Regions from separate parts of the Triticum aestivum genome. Here region 2 is linked to region 1. The links are chromatin contacts, called in public Hi-C maps. All regions are on one chromosome and are shown on one strand. The core of a region is the stretch at or near the end of the contact, and the rest is flanking DNA. Distances in the headings are between cores, read along the strand shown. Region 1 holds the start of LOC123085313 (patatin-like protein 6). Region 2 holds the start of LOC123085314 (protein TPR3).

Region 1 (4,466 bases), core at 1,258-3,757:
AGCGTTGAAATGGAACACACTTCATCCAGCTGACAAATATCGTTTGGTACTGAAAATTCGCAGGGCTGGCTTAGATGAACTCTGGAGGATTTATTTATGTTCGGAGGAGGCCCGTGCTTGCAGCACCGCAGCAGCTGTATCCACTGCATTTCAGCGGATCATATCGCAACTCAAACGCCCACTTCAGCCGGGGCATAATTCTGCATTCGGGGGCAGCTACATATATATCCTAATAAGTCGAAATGAAGCTAAGAATCTGGAGTATATCGCGGATGTTCCTTCCAATGTTTTCACCTTCGAATTTTCCCAATGGCAAATGCTTCAGGGAGCCATGCCATGCCATGCCACACTGCCACTGCCACGTAAAAAGTGCAGCAGAATTTTCCGTCCAAAGAAAGCGAGGAGAGGCCTACAACATGTCGTCGACCCTTGCTCCACAGCACGGCGGTGCACGGCCACCAGCCAGCGCAGCTCAGCCCAGCGCCGGCGCCTGCTTGAACGCGACGGTGGGCGCGATCCGGGAGCCCCTGCCGCGGTGCTCAGCGACGAGCTCGGCGGCGAACCACTCCAGCTTCTCCGCGTTGGTCTGCTCCCCGATCCGCCTCCCCTCGAAGAGCACCGACTCCACGTTGCGCTGCTTCATCGCCTCGTCCGCCGCCGCGAGCAGCGCCTGCACGTTCGCCTGCGTCGGGTCGTACTCCCCGTCCGGCCCGCACGGCGGCATGCTCTCCCGCTTCGCCTGATCACGCCAGAGTTAATTAACATCCAAGGAAACGGCCGTGCAACATGCCATAAATGGCGGGCGGGCCGAGAATTTGCTATGCTTGCTCACCTGAATGCGCAGGTAATTGGACGAGTGGCATTGCCCGAAGGCGCGTGCAACGGCGTGGTCCACCAGGTCGGCGGCGCCATCGGCCGCGATGCGGGCGATGGGGCGGGCCCACTCCTTGGGGCCCCACCGGCGCATGCGCGTGATGTCGGCGTCCGCGGTGGCCCCGGAGCCGCCCGCGCCGGAGCAGCCGCCGATGGAGAGCACGAGGAGGTCCTCGACGCCGCGCACGAACGGGAACTCGTGCTTGTTGTGCAGCACGTGCGTGATGGCCGCGGCGGCCGGGCTGCCCATGGTCGGCCCGCCGTCCACCGCGGCGCAGGAGGTCACGCCGTCCACCGACGCCACCTCGGCCGGCTCGAAGCGGCCGGGCTCCGACCAGGCCGCGCGGCCGACGTCGGAGAGGCGGAAGTCGTAGCTCCCGCTCTCCAGGGCGTCGGCGCGCGAGAACAGCAGCGGCGCGGACGACCTGAGGTCATAGCAGGAGATGAGCACGGGCTTGATGGTGTCCCGCAGGGTGAGCTCCTCGCCGAACGCGGCCTTCATGGCGACGCTGAGCGCCGCCGTGGGCGCGGCGAGCGGGCGCTTCTTGGCGCGGCAGAAGAGGGAGGTGGAGCCAGCGGGCCTGCGGAAGAGCCTGGGCGCGTGGTCCGCCACAAGGCGCCAGGTGTCCTCGGCGCGGAACAGCGGGGCGCCGCGCGAGTGCGTGGAGAAGAGCATCGCGGCGAAGACGCCGCCCGCGCCCGTGCCGGCGGCGAGGTCGAAGAAGTCGGCGACGCGCGCGTCGGGGCTCCCGGAGGCGCGCTGGAGCGCGGCCTCGAGGTGCGCGAGCGCGCGGCCGGCGAGCAGCGCCCTGAGCCCGCCGCCGCCGCCATCAACGCAGAGCACGCACACCTTCCCGCGCTGCGCCGCCTTCCCCGTGGCCGCCATGGCCGCCTGCGACGCCTGCGCCGGCGGTGGCGGCGGCGGCTTGGGCAGCCAGAGCTGGTGCGGGTCGGTGTAGCCGAAGAGGAACTTGCTCTCGAGGATGGAGAAAATCTCGTAGTTGAGCTTGTCGGCGTCGGCGCCCCCGTGCTCCGCGTCCTCGTGCACCCGCTCCACCTGCATCTCCTCGGCCTCCTCCATGCCGGTCAACAAATTCCCGGCGGAATCCCTCCCCTACGCGGAAAGGCAAACAAAAACAGGATCTCGCGAGGATTCGCAAGGATTGCGCCAAAGACCAGCCCGGCTGCTGGCTTTAATTCTTGTCTCTCGCTCTCTCTCTCTCTCTCTCTCTCTCTTTCGGTGTCGCCGCGGTCGGTCTACGGCGCCACGCTCGCTCGCTGGTGGCGCCTTTTGATTCTTGCGCGCTGCAGAGCACGCGAAGAAAGGAAGGAGCCCAAAGAGAAAGGCACGCGAGTTATAGAGAGAGCCGAGAGAGACCAAGCTAACGGAGGCGAGAAGAGGAGGCGGAGGTCGTCGTCTTGTCTCTCTTCACCCTCGGCTGCACCGTAACCGATGGACACAACGCTCCTGCCGGGCCACTGGCTGGGCGCGCCTCACCTGGTCCACCGGCGTGGGGCTGCCTGCGCCGTCCATTCCACCTCAAGATTGGCGATGCTGGCTGGCGCATGTGGACCGGGTGCACTCATGCTGGTGCGGGGGCGCGGTCGTCAAACTGGCTGTGGCTGGGTTCCAGGGTTGAATAAACAAACGGACAAATGAGTACAGACGTGCTACTGCTTCTAGTCCTACTCATTAATTAAGCAGCGAACGAGGGGCGGAAAAAGCGAAGGAGGAAGCGATTATATTAATAAAACACTCATAAAAAAATGGTTTCGAGGGCAGCGTAATGGGGGACTAATCATGATTGCGGGGCTGGGTTAACGCCTCAGGACGTGGTCGCCTAGACCCGGTCCATGGCTGCGTGGCATGCAACGGGAGTGGAGGTGGAGCGCGACCAGACAGGGGCGCAGCACTCGACCGCGCCCGCACTTTGCTGTGTCGTGCAGGCAGCGGTACATCTACAACGTACGCATTTCTTTTCCCTTTCCCTTTTAATTTCTTTGCTGAGAGCCTGTCGGAGGCGGCAGCAGCAGCAGTACTAGCAGCATTCTGCAAAGACATGTCAGTCAGTCAGCGTGTATGCTTTGCTCCAGTGCAATACTCCTACTGCTAGCTGTGGTTTTTTTCTTTTATCCTTTTCTTTTTACTGCCTCCTGGAAAGGCTGCTGCGAGGTGGGAAATAGACCTACATGCCTGCATGCCGGGCAAGTTGAGGTGCTTACCGCAAGAAAACTGCGTGTGTCGCGTACGGTTCGTAGGAGGTGGGGAAAACGAACTGCATGCACGTGACGGTGCACAAGACTGGGTCTACCCGGCGCCGCGCAGTCCAGACAAATAAGAAAAGGCGGTAGGATGGTGTCGTCGAACTACAGGGCCGAGTTGAGTTGAGGGGCGCACGGCCCGTGAGCGCCCAAAACCTTTGATTAGGGCAGGCAACGGGCCTCTATCCTATGCGCCGGGCCCACCGGGCGGCGGTCAAAGGCAAGAGAGCACTAGTGGTAGGGGTACAAGCCTAGGCAGGAGGAGAATGGCGTGGCCGGTGGCCTCGACCGCACGGACATTCTAGCGCTAGCGCAGCAGGTGGATGAACAGAGCAGATCAGAACAGAGCATTTCCTACTCCGTTCGAGGACGAGAGATGGGTGGTGTGAGCCGTCTCGGCCACGCCTCTTTGGGTCGTCAGCCAGCGCTGTGCTGGTGGCGTGCGTGGCTCCTGAGTCCTGACTGCACCGGCTCGGCTCACGTGTGCCACGACCGACCATTGGGAACGGGAGAATCCACACGCTCCCAATGCCGTTGGTCGTTGGTCATCTTCGTCGCCGCCGCCTCCTTGGCTCCTGCCCGCCTGGTCAATGGGCTATGGACAGACAAAATCATCACCATTCTCTCTGGCTGGAAAACATCAGTTATTATTACTACCACTTGGCTGAGTTTAGGGGACGTGCCGGACGTCCGGGATAGTCACGATTAGTATATACGGATTTGTTGATTCCAGTTAGACCGAAAGACACCGGCGTTGGGAGACTGCTGTATTTTGCCATTTCAGATGATTTCCCTTTTTCCTCTACAGATTACTTTTCCATGCACAATTACTGTATATACTTTTTTATATGCGCAATTACTAACTTGTTGTCAGACACAAAAAATGAACGCTAAAGATAACCGGTAATTCTTCCTTTTGCAAACTCCTAAACTCGTTGGGAAGCTTCATGAAACAATCTCCTAACTTTAGCAGCCATAAATTCCGCGTTTGCTCCCTTCTGTATAATCCAACTATAGCTGCCTTCACACGCGCATCCTTTTCATGTCCGGGGACTTGAACTTACGTCCGACTGTTGTTTCATGCCACAGACGAATTCTAAGTGCTGCATCGTAGAGTGATAGTACCTCGCTCGATAGATGATCATGTTCAACCGGTGCGCGCCGAGGCCCGGCAGAGGACGTCAGTGGCATGGAAGACGTATAATTTTTTGAATCCGGATCTCTTAGTGTTCTTCTTTGCTGAACGGAGCGGTACTAAAATGATGTGACTTCAGAACAATATTGACAAGCGATAGCCTCTTAGTATTATACTCGAAGGCACACTTATCTCT
Region 2 (4,466 bases), core at 189-2,688, 410 kb before region 1:
TGGTCGTTCGTCTCTTGGTCCTTTTTTGTTTGCACGAACACCCCTTATTGATAGCAAATACTCACCCGTTCTTATTTAGTTGTTTTAGATTTTTCTAGATACGGATGCATCTAGACATGTTCTAGACAAATACGGATGTATCTAGCGATCCGTATCTAGACAAATCTAAGACAACTAATTTAGGACGGAGGTAATACATGGATAATACTCCCTCCGTCTAGGTGAGTAAGTCATCTTAGGTTGTGCACCGTGAGCAAGGAGGAGGAGAAAACGAGAGACCTTAATGTTTATTTGCTAATTAATAGCATTGCATGCAATGAACTAACCACTGCATGTCGTGTTTAGTAGTCTTAAGTCATTAAAAGCATGCACACCCCTCATCTTTTATTGGTTGATATGTCAAGAAATAAGAAATGAAGTAGAAATTAATGCACCGTGCCTAAGTGTTTTGGGATTATTTGGTTTTCGTAAGATGACTTACACACCTAGACGGAGGGAGTAAAATATTTGTGAACGAAATGGCAAATCCTGATATCTTAATTTGTCTTGTACTGTAGTGAGATAAGAAATACTAGTTTCGAATCAAAATAATAATAATAGTAAGAGATGGAAAAGGCCGATTTTCTTTGAGAGAGGAGAGCATTAAAAGGCGTCTTTTAGTTGTTGGGTACAGACTGGACACGTCTTCATTAAAAGCAAATCCAAACGCGGATTCTTGCGCTAATGGCGATGGAGCCCGATGGACCCTACCACCACCTCCCGCGTCTGATCAGCCTATCACACACCGCTTATCAGACGGGATAAGTAGATAAGCAGATCGCGAGACGCAGACGGGCTGATCGATAAGCAACCACTCTTATCAGTGGCAAACACGAGAGTTTCCTATAAATAGGACCGCGAGGTGGTTGCCCCTCCCTGCCCTAGCTAGCCCCCAACAACCCATTTCCTCCCCCCACAGCTCTTCTCCGGCCCCTCCAGCCACAGAGCTCCGTAAGTGCAGCACAGCCTCTGATTTTGCTTTTCGTTCCGAATTATGCAGTCGTTGGTTGGATGTCTTCGATTCGAATTCGATCCTGGATTTTTTTTTTGCGGGGGCACGGAGTTCGTTCTGCGTATGCCACCCATGCCGAAAAAGATCCGGCAGCAGGGTCGGAAAGGAGGAGCCCCGGCTTTCCACGGGCCCGATTCCTGGGCTTGGATTGCATTTCTGGGCGAGTTTTTTTTTCAAAATCGTTGGGATATGTGCGTGCATATATGGCAGGTTCCGGAACAGATCTAGGGTTTGGGTTCGGGGCGAACGCGTGCAGCGAACGTAATAAGGCGTGTGTTTCTTTTTTTCTTCTCTTCTCCTGTCCGAAACGATAAAGATATTTTATCCTGCACGTTCTCGTATGTCGTTTGGGGAGTGTGCGGGTATATATAGACGCGCAGGGGAGGGGGGAGGGGGTTCCATTATCGTCTCGTCTCGTCCGATATAAATAGGGGAATTCTGCTCCATACCCCCGTTCCCTTTTGTTGACTTACGATACTGCCCCTTGCCTCAGTCTCATCCTCCCGGCCCTCTCGGTCCTCTCGCGATAGCCCCGCCCCGGCCGCCCCCCAAATCGGAAGCCGCGCAGCCCCCGGATCTCCGCCGCCGGCCGCCCCGCCGAGCCGCCTCGAGCCCTCCGCCGGCCCCGCTCTGCTCGCCCCGCGCGGGGCGGAGCGGAGGAGATCCGAGCCGGGGAGGTTCCTTCCGCCGGTAAAGCCCTAGCCCGCCTGGATCGATCTCGCTTTTGATCTGTTTTTTTTCTTCCCGTCGTATGTTGTTTCCGCCGCGGCTGGGCTGTGAGCGATCGTGAACTGAACATGGAGTCCGAATCTTATTCTGCAGTGGGGGGTCCTGCGCCCCCGCAGGCTAGGTTTACGGCCAGGTTGCATCCGCCCCGCCTGGGTGGGTGAGGAGTCGGGGACGCGGGGATGTCTTCTCTCAGCCGGGAGCTCGTCTTCCTCATCCTGCAGTTCCTCGATGAGGAGAAGTTCAAGGAGACCGTCCACAAGTGAGTGATTCAAACCCCCACCCCAAAAAAGTCAAAAGTTGGTGTTGTTCGTTTGTCTAGCGTGCTCACTTGGAGCCCTTGTCCCTGTGTAGGCTTGAGCAGGAGTCTGGCTTCTACTTCAACATGAAGTACTTCGAGGATGAGGTGATCAATGGCAATTGGGATGAGGTGGAGCGCTACCTCGGGGGCTTCACCAAAGTCGACGACAACCGCTACTCGATGAAGATATTCTTTGAGATCCGCAAGCAGAAGTATCTCGAGGCCCTCGACAAGTAAGTGCAGGGGTAAGAGGTGTATGTAGAATTGTAAATGCTGGACTGAATTGATGACTGATTATCTGTTCCTTTTCTGTCAGGCATGATCGGTCCAAGGCGGTTGAAATCTTGGTCAAGGACTTGAAGGTGTTTGCATCCTTTAATGAGGAGCTGTTTAAGGAGATCACACAGCTATTGACTCTGGAGAACTTCAGGTAAAATCTGCGTGATTGCATTTGCTTATAACGTTAGGTTCTTGCCATCATTTGTGTGGCTCAAACCGTTACTGGACTGCTCAGTGATTGGTTTTTGCTTTTATTATTGATAGGGAGAATGAGCAGCTTTCCAAGTATGGTGATACAAAATCTGCAAGAGCAATAATGCTTGTTGAGCTGAAGAAGCTGATCGAAGCTAACCCCTTATTCCGTGACAAGCTTCAGTTTCCCAATCTGAAGAGTTCTAGATTACGGACACTTATCAATCAGAGGTAGCACATAAAGAAACATAATAATCTTGGCACCCTTACTCTTTGTTGTATGGGCATCTTATTTATTCTTATATGCTGCATATTTCTTGCTGCTGAACTGCTGATGCTAGTTATAGATCTACTAGGCGAACATTCTTTAATCCAATAAAATTACTTACCCTCATTTCATCCTTTGTAAAGCTGACCCAGTAAAATGTTATAAGCTAATGAGGCTGTGCCCCACATTCTGTTCTCCCCAAATTTATTTAAACCAACCGTTCTTGGTTAGGAAAATTTGACCTGGCTTTATTTGCCATAAGTTAAGTGAGGGCTGCTGTTCATTCATTTTTAAGAAGATGCAAATCTTGGTTTCTTAATGTTATAATCTTGTACATTGACACATCTCAACCATTAGGTATTTACATTGTAAATAAGGTTGCTCTTCGTGACGAGTTTTGTGGGTCCTACAGTCATAAATGTCCAAAAAATTGAGTCACCTGTTTGCATTTACATTTTTCCAGCAGTCCAATACAATTTGAAGTTTAAATAAGTAAAGAATCTCTGTATAAATTGCCACCAATATTTGTTAACCTGCAGTCTCCATTTCTTTGGAACCGAAACTTGTAAAGATGTTACAAATATTTGCAGATTCATTCCTTGATTCATTACTATTTACCTTTCCATTATTTATTGTCCATAAGTGGGTATTCCATTAGATTATCAGAGTCAGTCCTAGTTGACGTTTCTGGGTTTAATTTCACATCCACACGTTTGTGAATCTTCAGATTTACCATATATGTTTGGATGTGGAGGGAAAGATCATTAATTAAGAAGTCTATCTATGGGCACGGTTTGCTATGTGTAAAAAAATCATATTATTGCAGCATGGTGAGTTATTGTCAACTTCAATTTGCTCGATGCAATCAACCTGGGTGTCACGCTCAACCGAGCTCCATCCTAGATGACATTGCGCCCCACCACATGCAAGGCCTAAACCATGTTCTTTGCTCTGCCGCCAGGCCTGAGTGGGGTAATTAACACGATGGAGGATGTTGTTTGGATAAGAATAAAATTCTGTTTAACTTAATTTGCTTGTGAAATTGTTGTTATTTTTGCTTTTGTTTGTTATTTTTGAAGGAGGTGGAAGGTGGGGACCCCACCATTAACTCCATTTATCATAGTAGTAATGTTATTCTGTAATATATGGCAGCTTAAACTGGCAGCACCAGCTTTGCAAAAATCCCAGGCCTAATCCTGACATCAAGACCCTCTTTGTTGATCATTCTTGTGGACAACCAAATGGTGCACGTGCTCCATCACCAGCAAACAATCCACTACTTGGATCTATACCTAAACCTGGTGGTTTCCCCCAATTGGGCGCCCATGGAGTAAGCTTGTTGAGCATATCTGGACAATTCATCTATATGTGGAAGTGTACATTTATTGATAATCTGGTTTATGTCTGTTTCAGCCCTTTCAACCTGCACCAACACCTGTCGCACCTCTGGCCGGTTGGATGTCAAACCCTCCAGCAGTAACACATCCTGCTGTTTCTGGAGGTGCTATTGGATTTGGTACTCCTACGAATCCTGGTACTTATGTTTGTTAATATTGCAAGGAATTCGCGAACGTTATGAATAGGTGGCATTGCATGGTTGATTAACACTTCTGCACATATATCTTGTAGCTGCTATGTTGAAGCATCCT

The links. Hi-C and Micro-C count contacts between places; a contact is called where the count stands out from the background.
Region 2: a contact with region 1 is called in a Hi-C map of leaf, with 2.2 times the contacts expected there. The contact joins the promoter of LOC123085314 here to the promoter of LOC123085313 in region 1. A contact is called at or near these places in 1 of 5 Hi-C or Micro-C datasets (leaf) and 1 of 1 datasets of contacts at active chromatin or transcription factors (leaf).

Annotation. Positions count from the first base shown.
Region 1 is chr4A:87,036,195-87,040,660 of IWGSC CS RefSeq v2.1, reverse strand. It overlaps LOC123085313 (patatin-like protein 6), which reads right to left and starts at 2,507. Exons shown (of 2, transcript XM_044506936.1): 1 at 833-2,507; 2 at 1-739. The coding sequence starts at 1,954. The coding sequence ends at 473.
Region 2 is chr4A:87,444,570-87,449,035 of IWGSC CS RefSeq v2.1, reverse strand. It overlaps LOC123085314 (protein TPR3), which reads left to right and starts at 1,438. Exons shown (of 27, transcript XM_044506938.1): 1 at 1,438-1,741; 2 at 1,874-2,039; 3 at 2,132-2,311; 4 at 2,395-2,508; 5 at 2,622-2,780; 6 at 3,970-4,147; 7 at 4,231-4,333; 8 at 4,447-4,466. The coding sequence starts at 1,960.